Regions from separate parts of the Ovis aries genome. Here region 2 is linked to region 1. The links are chromatin contacts, called in public Hi-C maps. All regions are on one chromosome and are shown on one strand. Each heading gives the region's core, a stretch centred on a gene start, on an enhancer-like site or on the middle of the called end of the contact. The rest is flanking DNA. Distances are from core to core; before and after follow the strand shown.

Evidence for each region. A called contact is a pair of places that touch in the nucleus more often than the background predicts.
Region 2: a contact with region 1 is called in a Hi-C map of liver, with 7 times the contacts expected there. The contact joins the enhancer-like site here to the promoter of HLX in region 1. A contact is called at or near these places in 10 of 16 Hi-C or Micro-C datasets (blood, hypothalamus, liver and 5 more).

The regions. Positions count from the first base shown.
Region 1 is chr12:23,572,583-23,575,581 of ARS-UI_Ramb_v3.0, reverse strand. HLX (H2.0 like homeobox) reads right to left here and starts at 1,579. Exons shown (of 4, transcript XM_027976283.2): 1 at 489-1,579. The coding sequence starts at 1,080.
Region 2 is chr12:24,126,575-24,129,573 of ARS-UI_Ramb_v3.0, reverse strand. No RefSeq gene overlaps it. Among named protein-coding and RNA genes, the nearest start is that of TRNAF-GAA, 130 kb to the right of the region's middle. Within about 2 kb of position 1,458, at least 7 of the 54 cell types and tissues checked have an H3K27ac peak or open chromatin away from gene starts, as enhancers often do. A contact at or near this core is called in liver, where this site is marked.

The DNA of each region.
Region 1 (2,999 bases), core at 330-2,829:
CCCCCCTCAAAGAAGCCCTCTGCTCTCTCCTCTTGGAAGTTCAGTCAGTATTGTTCATCTACAGTTCTTTGGTGGAATTGCACCAGAAATCAGACCAAAGGAAGCAAAACTGTTCCCCAAAAGGGCTTTTCCTCTCCAATAATGTAGTTCTCTCTCCAGATATGTGATTAAAGAGACACACATATGATAGTCCTTTGAGCAAATATTTACTCCAACAATTTTTATGAATATTGATTCTGTGACTGTGTTTTTAAAGCATCCCTGGGTTCTTCGTGGTTTTTATTTTTTATCTTTTTTCAAAAAACGTAGAGCAAGTGAGTTTCAAACCTAATGCTTCACAGTCTCCTTACAATTCATTTCCTTTTCCCTCATTCTACCAACTTGTTCTTAATCCTAAAAACACTCAAAGGCATCCCAAACGGCCCTAGGGATCCGCGAGTGCGTCAGTTTCCTGATCAGAGGCCTGCAGCCTCTCTCCCAAGACCTACCTCTCAGTGTGTTGCCTTCCTTCACTTTGGGGTCAAATTCTGCAGACAAAATGCGGTCAATTCCAAACTTGAGGTCCTTGCTGGAGGGGGCCGGGGCGGAGCCGCTATGGTGGGGGTTAGGGACCACCCGCGACCCAGAGGCCGGGGGCTGCAAGGCGCCAGCCCGGGGTGGAGGCGGAGGCTGTTGCTGCTGCGGTTGTTGCTGCTGCTGTTGTTGCTGTGGGTGATGGTGGTGGTAGGCGGCTGAGAGCGGGGACAGTCGCTGAGGGAAGCCAGCAGGGACTTCGGAGGGCGCCACCACCGGGGTGGGTCGAAGCGGGGATCTGGCGGCAGCTTGGAAAGAGGCGTGCGGGTGAGTCGATCCCAAGTGCGCGGTAAGGGCAGCAGCCGAGGCCCCCGCCAGACCCTCCGGGGTCGCCCCAGGCTCCCCAACACCCGCGTGCAGGATGTCCGCGATGCAGAAGGAGGGTTTCTTGACGGCGGCGGGGTCCAGAGGGAAGGAGCAGCCGCCAGGGCCGGCAGAGGAGCAATAGGCGGCCGACCACAGGCTGAAGTTGGACGCGTAGAAGGGAGCCAGCCCGGCGGCGAACATTCTGGCGGGGTGCGCCGAGAGGCCGCCGCGGCCTGGCTCGGCCGGGTAGATGGCTGGGTGCGCGGGGAGAGGAAGGCTACGTCCGGGAGAAGGCAGCAGCCCCTCCGGGGACGCTCCGCTTACTCGTCTCCGTCCGAACTGCAGACAGGCCAGGGAGCCCTAGCGCCACGGAGGGAGGAGGCGAGGGCCGGATCCCGGCCGGCCGGCCACAGCCTCGGCCCCTGGCCTCACTTTAAAGGCGGCGCGGCGCCCGCGCTCCCCGCGGGCTGGAAGGCGAACCAGGGGCGCTGGAGCGGCTAGGCGGGCGGGGGCCGCGACTGCACGAACGCCAGGGAAGCCGGGGAGACGGGAATCGGGCACCGAAAGAAACACCCAAACAGCTAAGCCTTAAGAGCTAAATTTAAAACAACAACAATAATAATCCGTTAGTTTGAAAAAAAAAAAAAATAAGAGAGGGGGGGAAAAAAAACTCCTCTCTAAAAACTCCCAAAGTTTTGGCAGGAGCTTTCGAGTCAGACCCGGGGTAGGACCTCGATCCAAGCGCTCATTGGCCACGCTGGCAACCAATGGGGAGTGGGAAACGGAGGGGAACTGGGAAAGGGGGCGTGTCCCGTCCCCTCGGCCACGCCCCGGCCACGCCAAACTGTTTGCTGCTGCCGCGTGGGCTGAGCTGCGTTAGGCGCGCACTCTGCAAAGAGCAGGGGGCCGAACTGCTGCTCCAGGGAGTCCTAACCTCCCACTAACTTCTACGGCTCCGAATCAGCACCAGGCGCGGAGAGTTGGCCGCAGCGCTCCTGGAGCGCTCTCTCAAGGAAACTGGTGCTCCTGCCTATTTTCGAGGGTACAAAGCCGGCCTCCTAGAACGCTGACGGAGCCCAAGTTTCCCCTCCTCTCTTTACTTCTCTCGGCCCGATTTTTCTCCAGTCGGCCTCTATCCCCGAGAGTAGGTGTCCTCTACCAAGCTCAGTCTTTCGTAGGTCCCGGCCCACACGCGGCCCTGCCCTGGGCTATTGCGCGCAGCCCTCCCCCGCCCCCCGCAAACGAGCACCTCGTCTGCTTCCCGGCCGCGGAGATCCTCAGGGAAGAGAGGAGGGACGCTCGCAAATGAGCTTTATTCTGAGCTGTCACACACTGACAACTTGAACGAGTAACTATTCAAACAAAATAAAACGGATGTCTCCGAACGCCTCCCTTGGAAGCAGCCAAACCTTCTCCCCTCCCCACCCCTCGAGCCTCAGGGACAACAAAACAGGCCGCCGTCCGAAACCCGGGAGCGCGGCACGCGCGTCCCCTCCTCTGCTGCACCTTGTAGGAAATGTCACCCTCCCTCCTCTGCCACATCCCCGATCACGTGGCGTCCGTTGTTTTGCAAGTGCCCACAAGAGTCGATTTCCTTGGGGTTAAATGCTGCTTTCATTGCTGCGACTGTTTCCCCAGGGAACCCCTTAGGCCTGGTCTCAGGAAAAGCTGCAGTGGGAGCGGACGCCTTCTATTCGCACTTGGGGTCTTTGGAGCACAGAGTCGGTGTAGTGGGGGTTTTCTGCAACATCAACATCTCTATTTTAAGAATTCGTTCTCTTTTAAATTAGAGTCAGAATGGATTTCCCCACCCCTCTCCCAAATAAACCACAGGCCACCCACATGAGTTCTTGCACATTTTCAGGAAGAAAATAAAATGATATTAATAATGAAGCCACGAAATCTTTTGTTTTCGATTGTCCTAACAGGCATCTTCTAATAGAACTTCCGTGCTTCTGTGGCATTTTCCTGCCCAAACTTTCAGTATCGTTGCCATAAAGTTTCTGTGGCATTTTAAAATTTCACTTCAGTACTAACAGGTCTTTACCAAAGAAACCCAGGAAGACAACTGAATTTGCCATGCCTATCTCGAGTTCGGGGTTTGGGCTAGTGGTTTCTGG
Region 2 (2,999 bases), core at 209-2,708, 550 kb before region 1:
TGAGGAGGGTATTACATAATATTTAATATATGGACTGAACTACCTACCTAACATCTGAAAAAATACGAGCTCTGTAACACACGTGCTCATAAAGTTTTCAGGAAGAGGGCGATGTACCTGGAATTTAAATGCCTCTCATGATATGATAGCTCTTGTAGCGGCTGTAGGAAACCTCTTCCTCGGGTGTCTCCTAGTCCTTGTCACAAATTCTGGCCACTGTGACCGAGGATGGTTGGAGGGAAAGGACGTACAGTGCTTTATTCATCCTGAATGAATGTGTTTTCTCTTGTTAAAAAGAGGGTTTATGACACCTTTTCCTACTCTTCTCTATGATAGCAAGTAAAAATGCTGAACAGTTGGCCTCTGCATATCTGGGAAGGCCTTTATTCTCGCATTATGATGCGCAAATGGACAGAGGAGCCTGGAAGGCTACAGTCCATGGAGTCTCAAATAGTCGGACGTGACCGGAACGATTTAGCACGCATGCACACATGTGTATATACGTACACATGTGTGTGTCAGAAACAGGATGGCACACCTGGATGAGGCTCAGAAACGGAGACTTCAGCCCTCTACTCACCAGGACAAAATGCTGAGGCTGTGTCCATCAGTGCCAGCCTCAGACACATGTGATGTGACTTGACACAGTGCTTGGTACATAGCAAAGGCCGTCCTGACCACAATATCTTGCCATTTCATGTGCAGCAGTGACTGGCATTTTGTCTCATGAAGTCAGCCCATTAGACTAAAGATGCCTTCTTCTGGGGTAGGTTGAGGGGACATCAGAGACTTTCCCAGCTCTGCACTGGATCACTTTATCATCACCTTGATCCAAGCAGAAGACACTACTATGCCTTTCCTCCTTACTTACTCGTGCAAAGATTGACAGCGAGGGTCCGAGATTTGATTCCATCATCTGTCGAAACCAAGTACACCAGGAGGAAGTTCAAGAACTATTCTCTTTAGGTTTCTAGAAGTTTATCTTCACACTTCACAGTAGAGAATAAAACCAGGAGCCAGGAGCAGCAAGAAAGTGGGGTTTGGCTTTCTGTTCCTTTCAGTTACGTATTTTTGTCTCACAGAGTTCCATTTGCAGAAAAGCAGTTAGACAGGGTCGTTTCAGGGGCAAGGCCATATTTAGAAGCTTGTTTTTGTGGTGCCAAAGGAATCGACACTTCTTTTTTTCTTCCCCAAAGAAAACAGAAGCTCATTATCCTGACAGAGGAAGTCCAGAAGTTTTTAGGTGGAGATTAAACTTTACTCTCAAACACTGAGGCCCCTGTTCTGCTTCTTGGTTAAGAGATTTTAGTAGCTTTTAAAAATGGTTAGCGTGCTACATCGGTCGGCTTTCTAAATAATTTAGAGAACTTGTGACCTGGAGCTTTCATGGAGTTGATGTAACTGTTCTGGAAATCTCTTGACTTGAGCTTGAGACTCACTTCCCTACAGCTGCAGTATGTCCACCGTCAACAGCAGTCTGTACCCAGAAAGCAGGAGGGGGAATGGGGGGTGAAAAAAAGACATGCTCAAATTCTTTCCTGGGCTGCAGTTCCACACATTCGCCACCAGGGGTCTGTCTTCACACGAGCAGTCTTTGCTTGTGTGATGTACTGCTTGACTGCCAGATTATTTTTAAAACTAAAGCCGATTTACTAGATGTTGGTACAAGTGGGTATACACGTGCACATATAAAACGAGGTCTCAGAGCCAAACTAAATAATTCACAATTCTTCATCTAAGTAGGAGTAATCAATCGGACCTTGTGTTTATCTTCTGATGTTGTTTGGGAGAACTAATTAAAGTAATTGAGTGGCCAGTGGATTTGCTAAATGGTGCAAAAAAGAAAAATAAAATGAATATTTTTTCCTCTTCCAAAATTTCATCTGGTGTTTGTAAAATTCAATGATCTTAGCATGCAGACAGGTTTATGTTCCCAGGAAAATTTCTTTGGGTAAAAATTAGACAAAATTCTATTCTGAGCTGACTTCCTACTCTAGTGAAATGGAATGGTTCAGTTTTGTGTTAGCAGAATTTCAAGTTCAATCCCTGGCCCTGATGTGGTTGAAAAATCCCTTTCCTTGGAAGTGCAAGAATTAGATTTTATTTCTTTCATCCCAGAATTAGCAGTGACATTGTAATAGTTACCTAATTGGATAACTCTAGTGGGGTCTCAAATGTACAATGATGCCCTTGAGTCCATGCAACTGAAGAAATGCTGCTCTTGCAGTCACCTGATTGAGCACTTTCACGGTGACCTCTTTATATCTCCCCCTCGTTTATTTCTTTAGTCAGTTACTGAGAAGATAGTCACCATCCATTTAGGAATCTCCCCTTTCATTCTTGCTGGGCAAAACATGGGTGTTTCTAAAAACCGTAGAAGTCCTTGTTTATGCTTTAATTAAATTGTACACTAACATAACTAAAACAATCAACTAGTCCAGGAGACGTACTTTATGAGAAAGAACTGCGCTATCCTATACAACCACTTCCGTGGGGTCTTGGGAAGCAGAGGAGATAAACAGATTGTATATCAAAGCACAGTGTTGAACCTGAAGTCTTCCTTTCCTGTCATCATTATTAATTTTTGTTTGGTTTTGCTTATTTTTAAATTTTTGGTTTTGTTTGCTTATTATTTTTGATAACTTTAGGACATTAAAGTCAGTTTATCCAACAGCTATATCCATGAAAGTATTTGCAGCGGGAGCAAAACAAGCCCTCAGCACTGTGCTTTCATCAATACTGGCCTGTCATTTCTAGTCCTTCAAATATTTTTGGATATATTTACTAAAGCTCAGTTTCCTCCCAAATTTTGTGGTTAGTAACATTATTTCTTATGTCATTGGTTTACTAATTTGACCAATGTTTATTTACCACTTACTGTGAGCTTCATACTGTGGATAAAATAAAAATGACTAGGAACCAATCTACTCAAAAAAATGACTACACCAGTGAACAGAATTTTCCAATTTATTTTCTAAATGTGTTTCTGGATCCTGTTG